2 separate regions of the Mus musculus genome follow, and region 2 is linked to region 1. The links are chromatin contacts, called in public promoter capture Hi-C maps. All regions are on one chromosome and are shown on one strand. Each heading gives the region's core, a stretch centred on a gene start, on an enhancer-like site or on the middle of the called end of the contact. The rest is flanking DNA. Distances are from core to core; before and after follow the strand shown. Region 1 has its middle 62 kb from the start of Gm35189. Region 2 overlaps Gm35488 (a long non-coding RNA gene).

What was found. Promoter capture Hi-C pulls out the DNA fragments that hold promoters and counts their contacts.
Region 2: a contact with region 1 is called in a promoter capture Hi-C map of hippocampal neurons, with 2.4 times the contacts expected there. The contact joins two enhancer-like sites. A contact is called at or near these places in 3 of 39 promoter capture datasets (the C10 cell line, cranial neural crest and hippocampal neurons) and 1 of 115 datasets of contacts at active chromatin or transcription factors (memory CD8 T cells).

Annotation. Positions count from the first base shown.
Region 1 is chr12:77,114,289-77,119,395 of GRCm38.p6, forward strand. No RefSeq gene overlaps it. Among named protein-coding and RNA genes, the nearest start is that of Gm35189, 62 kb to the left of the region's middle. Within about 2 kb of position 2,838, at least 2 of the 459 cell types and tissues checked have an H3K27ac peak or open chromatin away from gene starts, as enhancers often do. A contact at or near this core is called in hippocampal neurons, where this site is marked.
Region 2 is chr12:77,787,904-77,792,609 of GRCm38.p6, forward strand. Gm35488 (a long non-coding RNA gene) reads right to left here. Exons shown (of 4, transcript XR_381712.4): 3 at 4,110-4,247; 4 at 1,965-2,116. Among named protein-coding and RNA genes, the nearest start is that of Gm35488, 23 kb to the right of the region's middle. Within about 2 kb of position 1,733, at least 76 of the 459 cell types and tissues checked have an H3K27ac peak or open chromatin away from gene starts, as enhancers often do. A contact at or near this core is called in hippocampal neurons, where this site is marked.

The DNA of each region.
Region 1 (5,107 bases), core at 1,588-4,087:
TTGTACCTGAAGGTCTAGGCCTACAAGTGAATTCTCATGTTTACAAGCTTTTGTTGTACAAACCTTGTTCCTTGATATGAAATTACAGGTTAAATAAAACTGGCTACAAGCAATTACTGGAGGGATTAGAAGTAGGTGAGTTTTGAGTTACTTGGTTGGGGGTGGGGAAGAGAGAAGAGGGAGGTGGGAGCAGAAGGGAAGGAGGAAGGAGAAGAAAGGAAGAAGCCATGAGGGAGGTGGACCATGAATGTGTGGCCAGGAGAAACAACAAGTATCTGGGGGTACACCACTGGGGAGGTAGGCAGGCTGAAGAGTAGATTAGGGGTGACCCACCAGTAATTGTCAGAGCCAAATAAAATAACCATAGTCGGAGTCTTATTTATTTGTAATCTAGTTCGGGATAAGCTTAAATTGATTGGACTGCAATCCTCCCTGCCATAACGGTCACAGACTCTAGCCCCCTGGAACCATGAGCCCCCAAGTAAATGCTTCATTTTATAAGTTGCCTTGGTCATAATGTTTTGTCATGGTCATGGTAATAGATAAGTAACTAAGACTAGACCCTCTGAGTCCCAAACCAAACAACTTCAAACATAGCCTTCAGTGGAAGAAGCCTTTATTACCAGCACAAGTCCTCATTCTAGCTTACAAGATCAGAGAAGGTTCAAGCCATGGATTCTTATTTCCAGCTGTCCATTTCTACTGGATCAGTTTCTGCCTCCTAACATGTCCTGTCCTTTCTGAACCAGCACAGATTGCCCTAGTTACATTCTAGACAGGTAAGAACAAGTGAGATCTAGAGATGAGAGAATCTTGTAACCTGGCTAGGCACTCTCATCTTTTTTTTTTTTTTTTTTTTCTGTCTTGGACCCTACCATGGGGCAGACAATACTTGTTAGGTAACCCAAGTGCTGTTTTGATTGTCCATGCAGGAGAAGTTCACCTGTCTAGTGTGACCAGAGCAGTCGATGGTCCATTCATCAATAGTGTTGCCAAGCAGGAGAACTATGAAAAAATGCTAGAAATATACTTTAAACTTTTGTGGTGTTGTTTTGGTTCTGTGAATTGAGTATAGAACCTTGTACAAGCGAGGTATGCTGGTTGGTTAGTTTTGTCTTGTTTACTTGTTCTGTCAGTTTTACAGAAGCTAGAGTCATCTGGAAAGAGGGAACCTCACTTGGGAAAATGCCTCCATCTGATTGGCTTGTAAGCAAGGCTAAAAGCATTTGCTTGACTAATGATGTGGGAGGGCCCAACTCCAACCCACTGTGGCCAGTGTCACTGGGGAAGGTCATCCTGCATTGGATAAGAAGCAGGCTGAGAGAGCCCTAAGTAGCAAACTAGGAAGTAGCATTTCTTCATGGCTTTTGCTTGAATTCCTGTCTTCAGGTTCCTGCTTGAGTTTCTGCCCTGGCTTCAAGTTGGTTTTGGTCAGTGTCAACAAACGAGACCATCTGGGATACCAGGCAAGTGTTCTACTCATGAGTATACTCTCAACCATTCCTTAACCTTTTAAATACAAAGCATACCTGTTTATTTAGGCACCATCTTGTTTATGGTATGATCATGACATGTATTAGTTCAAGTATACTTTGCCTTTCTTGCTTTAATTGGGCCCACAGTTTTTTTTTTTTCACAAGCATATATTGTTTCCCAACTATATCTTGGGCATATTTAGGTGCAAAAGATATTTTAGTAACTAACATAGTCTGTACTCATGGAGTTGGGATCGTCTTTAAGTCTCAGGGGGTTTGAATGGTTATGGTTTTGCAGGGCTAGGGGTAGAACTCAGAGCCTCACAGTGCTTTAAGCTCTCTACTGAGCTGCATCCCCAGCAGCTTCAGTTGGTTTAAAGTGGAACGAGAGCTTAAAGACATAAGGCGATACTCTATGACACTGGTGTTTCCCTTCCCTCCTCTCTGCCCAGTCTCCACTCCCCCCTCCCCAATCCACCCCATTTTTTTTTTCAGAAAAGGGAAGGCCTCCCATGCATATCAACCAGCCATAGCATATTGTATCAAGTTGCAGGAAGATTAGGCACATCTCCTATTGAGGCTGGATGAGGCAGCCTAGTAAGGTGAAAGGGTCCTAAACAGGCAGGCAACAGAGTCAGAGACAGTTCCTGCTCCTGCTGTTAGGAGTCCCAGAAGAAGACCAAGCTACACACATGTAATATATGTGCAGAAAACCTACCTCAGTCTCATGCATGCTCCCTGGTTGGCAGTTAGGTCTCTGTGAGTCACTATGAGCCCAGGTGAGTTGATTCTGTAGGCTTTCTTGTCGTCTCCTTGATCCCTCTGGCTCCTACAATCCTTCCTCCCTCTTTTCTGCAGTTTGGCTGTAGGTCTCTGCATCTGTTTCCATCAGGTGCTGGGTGAAGCCTCTCTGATGACAGTTATGCTAGGCTCCCATCTGCAATTATAGCGGGATATCCTTAACAGTGTCAGGGGAGGGCTCCCTCTCATGGCATGGGTCTCAAGCTGGGCCTGTCATTGGTTCGCCCTTCCCTCAATTTCTGCGCCATCATTACGCTGCATACCTTGTAGGCAGGAAAAAGTTTAGGTTGAAGGTTTTTCACTGGGTTGGTGTCCCAATCCCTCTATTGGAAGTCTTGCCTGGTTACAGGAGATGCTCCTCTTCTGACTCCATATCCCCTATTGCTATGAGTCTTAGTTAGGATCACCCTCATTGGTTCCTGGGAGATTCCATTGCCCTGGGTTTCTAGCTTGTCCCAGAGATGCCACCCACTTCCTGATTCCAATTGTTTTTCTCAGTACTGTCTCCTTCTGTCCTCCTCCCACCTGATCTCTCCTGTTCCTATCTCCATGCCCACCCCCAACCAGTCCCCTCTGCCATCTGTGATGGATGTGTGTTCTATTCCCCCTTGTCAGTGAGATTCACACATCCCCCCTTGATCCCTCCTTGTTACTTAGCTTCTTTGGGTCTGTTATTTATAGCATGGTTATCCTTTACTTTACAGCTAATATTCACTTATAAGTGAGTACATATCATGTTTGTCTTTCTGGGTCTGGCCTACCTCACTCAGGATGGTGTAAATTTTATGATGTCATTGTTTTTAACAGCTAAGTGATATTGCATTGTATAAATGTATCACATTTCCTTTACCCATTTTTCAGTTGAGGGACATCTAGGTTGTTTCCACTTTCTGGCTATTACAAATAAAGCTGCCTTGAGCATAGTTGAGTGAGTATCCTTGTGGTGTGGTGGAGCATCCTTTGTGTATATGCCCAGAAATGGTATAGCTGGGTCTTGAGATAGATCTATTCTTAATTTTCTGAGAAACTGCCAAATTGATTTCCAAGGTGACTGTACACATTTGTACTCCCACCAGCAATGGAGGAGTGTTCCTGTGTTTCACATCCTTAACAGCATGAGCTGTTGCTTAAGTTTTGATCTTAGCCATTTTGATGGGTGTAAGATGGATCTCAGATGCTCATGGATTGGTAGGATTAACATAGTAAAAATGGCCATCTTACCAAAAGCAATCTACAGATTCAATGCACTTCACATCAAAATCCCAACACAATTCTTTATAGATCTTGAAAGAACAATACTCAATTTTATATGGAAAAACAAAACCCCAGGATATCTAAAACAGCCCTGTACAAGAACACTTCTGAAGGTATCACCATCCCTGATTTGAAGCTGTAGTGCAGAGCAATAGTGATAAAACCACTTGATATTGTCATAAAAACAGACAGGTTGATCAATGGAGTCAAGTCAAAGATCCAGAAGTAAAGCCACACATCCATGGACACTTGATTTTTGACAAAGAAGTCAAAATTATGCAATATATATAAAAAAAAAGCATCTTTAACAAATGGAGTTGGTCTAACTGGATGTCTTTATGTAAAAGAGTGTAAATAAATCCATTTCCATCTCCCTGTACAAAACTTACATCCAAGCAGATAAAAGACCTCAACATAAAACTAGATACACTAAACCTGTAGTTAGAAGAGAACATGGGAAGTAGGCCTGAATGCATTGGCACAGGAGACAACCTCCTGAATAGAACACAAATGGCTCGGGCACTAAGACTAACAATTAATAAATGGCACCTCACGAAACTGAAAAGCTTCTGTAAGGCAAGGACACTGTCAATAGGACAAAATGACAGCCTACACATTGGGAAAAGATCTTCACCAACCTCACATCCAACAGAGGTCTGATATCCAAAACATATAAAGAACTCAAGAAACTAGACGTCAACAAACCAAATAACCCAATTTAAAAATGGGGTTCAGACATGAAACTCAAGAAGAATGAAGACTGAAGTGTGGGCACTATGCCCCTCCTTAGATTTGGGAACAAAACACCCATGGAAGGAGTTACAGAGACAAAGTTTGGAGCTGAGATGAAAGGATGGACCTCGTAGAGACTGCCATATCCAGGGATCCACCCCATAATCAGCATCCAAAGGCTCACACCATTGCATACACTAGCAAGATTTTATTGAAAGGACCCAGATGTAGCTGTCTCTTGTGAGACTATGCCGGGGCCTAGCAAACACAGAAGTGGATGCTCACAGTCAGCTAATGGATGGATCATAGGGCTCCCAATGGAGGAGCTAGAGAAAGTAGCCAAGGAGTAAAGGGATCTGCAACCCTATAGGTGGAACAACATTATGAACTAACCAGTACCCCGGAGCTCTTGACTCTAGCTGCATATATATCAAAAGATGGCCTAGTCGGCCATCACTGGAAAGAGAGGCCCATTGGACTTGCAAACTTTATATGCCCCAGTACAGGGGAACACCAGGGCCAAAAAGGGGGAGTGGGTGGGCAGGGGAGTGGGGGTGGGTGGATATGGGGGACTTTTGGTATAGCATTGGAAATGTAAATGAGCTAAATACCTAATAAAAAATGGAAAAAAAAGGGGGTTCAGGCCTAAACAGAGAAATCTCAACAGAGGAATCTCTAATAGCACTTAAAGAAATGTTCAGCATCCTTAGCCGTCAGGGAAATGCAAATGGAGACACTGCTCATGCCTTTTACCGCTCCTCCCTGCTTGTCTTTCCCACACCGAGCAGATCAGCAGCAATATTCTCGTGTGTATGACTTGTCCTCACAGAGCCTCTGCAGAGTGT
Region 2 (4,706 bases), core at 483-2,982, 670 kb after region 1:
AGAGGTAAATAGACCCCTCAGTTGATCAGTTCTCACATTTTCACAATACCCTATCCTCTGTGAGGAAGGCGAGGATCTGCTAGGGGGCAGGGAAACTCGGATGTAGAGAGCCTTGGCCCCAGTCTTCAACAGAGCCTGGAACAAAATGCTGCCATCAGCTTTCTATCAATGGTGCAAAATGCTGGAGACAAAGCAACAGAAGGAGAAACTTACTGTGGCTCACAGTTTCAGGGAGTTCATAGTCACTTAGCTCTGTCACATTGGGGGTATGGTTGTATCATAAGTACATCACAGCAGGAGACCCCAGTAGAGGCCTTTTTTTGGCTGAGGAAGGGGTTAAAACCCCAATGTCTTCTTCAAAGGCACACCTACAATAACCTAACTTCATTCACTAAGGTCTACCTCAGTATGGTTCCATCATCTCCCAATAGCACCATGGGCTGGCAACCAAGCCTTTAACATATGGGCTGTGGGAGAACGCTTAAGATCCAAACCATCATAAGACAAGGCAGAGAAACAGGAAAGCAAAATCACCACACTGTGGTTTTAAAGTAAATGCTGTGAGTCTGGTGTGGTTACTGGAAGGAAATAAGCCTGAGTTACCCTTTGAAAGGTCGACAGAATGGAGACAATGGAGTCCCCAAAGGCACACACATCACACTTCCTGTCCCTAAGAACACATTACATGGCCAACCATGTCATCTGATCTTAAGCTAGAGGAATGAGTCTGGGTTCTCAAATGGGCCCAATCTGATCACATCATGCTGTAGTTTCATTGTGCTCCATTCTCCAGTCCCATGTGTGGAAACGTAACCCTCCCCCCCTTGCAGCCATGTAGAGAGGTGCTATCTTTACAGTTGACTAGATCCCAAGGGCTCTCTTTTCATGAATGAATTAATGTTGACATCCAGGGACTGGGTTTATCAGGAGTATGGGCTTGTTTCAAAAGTGAGTTTGACTTTCTCATAGTGGGGGTCACACTTGCATGGCTTCTTGTCATGTGGTGCCTTCAATCAGGCTGTGATCAGCAAGAAAGCCTTCATTAGCTGTGGATCCTTGACCTTGGACTTCTCAGTCTCCAAAGACACGAGCCAAATAAATTCATGCTCATTAGAAATCAGCACCCAGCCAGAAGGTACTCTGCTACCGTAACACAAAACAGAGGAAGAAATGCAGGCCTTTCAAAACCACACAACGGAGGTAGGAGGGGAGGCCTGAGCCATACTAGATGAGATGGCCTTGACCTGCTAGAGCTGGCTTGATGATGAAAAGGGACTCAGAGCCAAGGGACAAGGGAGATTTCTAGCTTAGAAAAAGGAAAAAACAAAAACAAAAACCAAAAAAAAAAAAAAAAAAAAAAAAAAAAAAAAAAAAAAGACATTCCTCACAATTCCTCACACAGAACTTTCAAGAAGAACACATCCTCCCAGAACCTGAATTTTAGCCCAGGAAAACCTGTGCCACACTTCTGATTTCAAAATTGAGACTATCAATTGATAATTTCAAAACAGGTAATAGATATAATAGATAATAAATAATCTGTATTGTCTTAGCCTGCACATGCAGCAATTTGCTACAGCACTGTAGAAACTGGTACAGGTGGTGAGGCAGCAAGGAGGGCAGCCTCCCCTAGGGAGGGACCCTGCAAAGCCAGCACTCAGCACACAGAAGCAGTCTGTGGAGAGGAGCTTCGAGCAGGCTTGGGGGGAGGGGGGCAGCAGAGCTGCAGAGCCTGTAACAGAGGTGGCGCTGTGCAGGAGGCAGGGCACAGGCGACGGTGCTTCTACTTGCTTCCTGCTGTTGGGCGTCACTTTTTAACACCTGTCTCCTGACATTTCTCTAGGCTCTCCTGTACTCATTTAGCGCTGCCAGAGGCATGCCACCCGGTCACACAGACCTTTAATAGCTAGCGAAACAGTAGCAGGTGTCAGAGCTGAAAGAGGAAAAATTCTCAATCCCCACCGGAGGACGAAAATCATTTTATTCATTTCCGTTTAAAGGGAGAGTTGAAAAGCATGAAATCCCACGCCATCGGGGAGAGAAAGCTTAAACCAGAATAACCTTGACAGGGGCAGGCATCAGCAGCTTCCGGGTCACGGCTCCCAAAGCCGAAGTCCTGATGAGAAACGGGATGTGTTCACATGTGTAGACTTCTGCCCCCCAGCTCAGCCACGAGCCATAGTGGTCTGCTTCCCTCTTCCCCCAGGCCTGACTGGAATTCATACCTCACCGAGCCCCAAACTCACCCTGACTTCTTTCTTCCAGAGCCCATTCTCTGGAATGGAATCATTCGCACAGAATGATCCTCGCCCAAGCAAGAAGGCAGAGCTGCTCTCTCCTCCTCGTCTCTCTCCGCCCCTCTTCACTCCCCGCAGTCACTCAGCAATGTCTCTGTCTGTGCGCTCCATTTCCATCACTCGGACCATCACCCAGTTCCCATCTCCGTCTCTTGCACGGACTGTCTTAGAATCCCTGGACCCTCTCCACCTCTCATCCAGGCTCTTTCCCTCACAAACCTGCTGGTGGAAGGACATTCCACCCCTCGCTCTGCTTATAACCTTTAAGGGTTTTCTCTCCACTATCAAAATAGCTTCCAAACTCAAGCTGGCAGAGAAGGCGTTCCGTATCTTGTCCCTAGTTAGTTATCTAATGATGCCTTGCTATCTAGTGGCCATTCCTATCCTGCCCCATTCCTAAAACCTTCTCTGAAGTTCCAGGCCATTTTCCACACCCTTGGCTTTCAAAGATCTCTTTTCTTTGTCTCATGATCAGTTCTAATCCCTTTCAGACCCTGCTCCTGTGTCTCCCCTTGGACTTTCTACCAACTGTCAATGGTCACGCTCATTTTTTTCCTGCCTTTTCCGCTGGCTTTTGGAGACCACTGACTGTGTCTTGTTCAACCCTGAATCCTTAGAGCCTAGGACAGTGCCTGGCAGAAAACCCTAAATCAATGACCTTGGAATGTGTGAGCCTGTGGGTCCTCATGACAGGCTGTAATGGGAACCTGCAAATATCTAGGGAGTATGGGACTTGGGGACTTGGTGACGTGAAGGGGGAGTGATGCTTTTCCTCAGGGCCCTGCAGCATCTGCCCAGATTAGTCCCAGGCCTCCAGATCAAGGGGACAAGCTGAAGGCCAACAATGAAATCCATCAGAATAACAAATGGACTATAAAAATGTACATCTCAGTCTCTGTGGTGTCACGGGACAGAAGTTACTGCCTGTTTCGGGACTGGAGAGCAGCCAGCATTGCGTTTTTGCCCTTCTCTGGAGAGAGGCCAGCCTTGGACTCAGGCCACCAGGCCTCAGGAGCTGTGAGAGTCAGGGGACGAGGACATCGGAAGCATTGCCGCTGCTCCAGGCTCTAATGCGCAGGAAGCTGAAAGCTGATCTCACTTTCGTTTTTAAAAATTTATTATTATTGAGGTAATAATCATCTAAAACCTGCAGGTTTAGAAGAGCTGAGTGTGTTTTATTGTGCAATTATCACCAGTTTCTATTCCAGAGCTTACTGTACCAAAAGGACATCTGTGTTGATTAAGTAGACACTCCCCACTTCCCTCTTCTTCCGGCTGGCTCCCAGAGCCGTAGATCTACTTCCTATCTCTATCTATTGCCCTGTTCCGGCTATTTCTTTATATAGATAGACTTATATAATCTCTGACCTTTGGGGCCCAGCTTCCTTCACTTAAAGTCTTGAGGCTCACCTGTAGTGTACAGCGTGTACCAGCTATATTCCTTATATTTTGTGGCTGATTGATAACCCACTGTGAGGATGCAGTGCATTTGTTTATCAGCCATCAACTAATGGACATGGAGATTGGTTTCACTTTGCAGCTATGAACATTTGGAGACAAGTTTTTGTGTGAACGCTTTTTCACTTCTCTTGAGTACATAGCTAAGGTTTGAAATGATCAGATGTTTATTTAGTTTTTTTGAGGAACCCCATTTTCACCACCCACCCCCCATTTTTGAGGTGCCCATTGCTTTGGAAATCTTGCTAAGACCTCAGATTTAGACTCTGAACCCATGAACCAGACCTTACAGCAAGGCAGCTATCAACTCCTAGAGCACTAGACACAGATTGCTTCTGTCCTGGCCTTGCTCACCATTCAGCAGGGGAGACAGAAGATGGCGTCATCCTGTTGCTACAGGGCAAGGGTCTGAAAGGAGGAGCACGTTAGAGGCTGTCGGTGAAGCTTGATGGAGGTATGATGCTTGAGACTGGACCTGGAGAATATTTCAGTCTGTGGAAACAGCATATGTTAATGGTGGAAGGATACAAGAAGTGAAGGAACTACAGGCACTTAGGCTTGGAGGTCTAAGCCAAGGTGCTCTTTTTCTATTGCTGGCATTTCCCCTGAGGAAAAGGAAAGAAAGGCTGTGAAGCTGGACCAGCAGGCAGAGGAGAGAATGCAAAGGCCCCTGCGCTTGCCCCTTGGGCCTGCCAAGATCTTGTTTTGCTCTTGTCTGTCCTTTGTCAGCTTCTGGCTTCCCGGCCCTATGCTCTGAGGCTGCGCTGTATACATCTCCTGAAAGTCACATAACTCGCTGGGAGGTGGTGCACGCCTTTAATCCCAGCACTCGGGAGGCAGAGACAGGCTGATCTCTGAGTGACAGGCTAATCTCTGAGCTGGAGGTCAGTCTTCAAGACAAGTTTCAGAACAGCCAGGGCTACATGGAGAAACCCTCTCTCAAAAACTGAC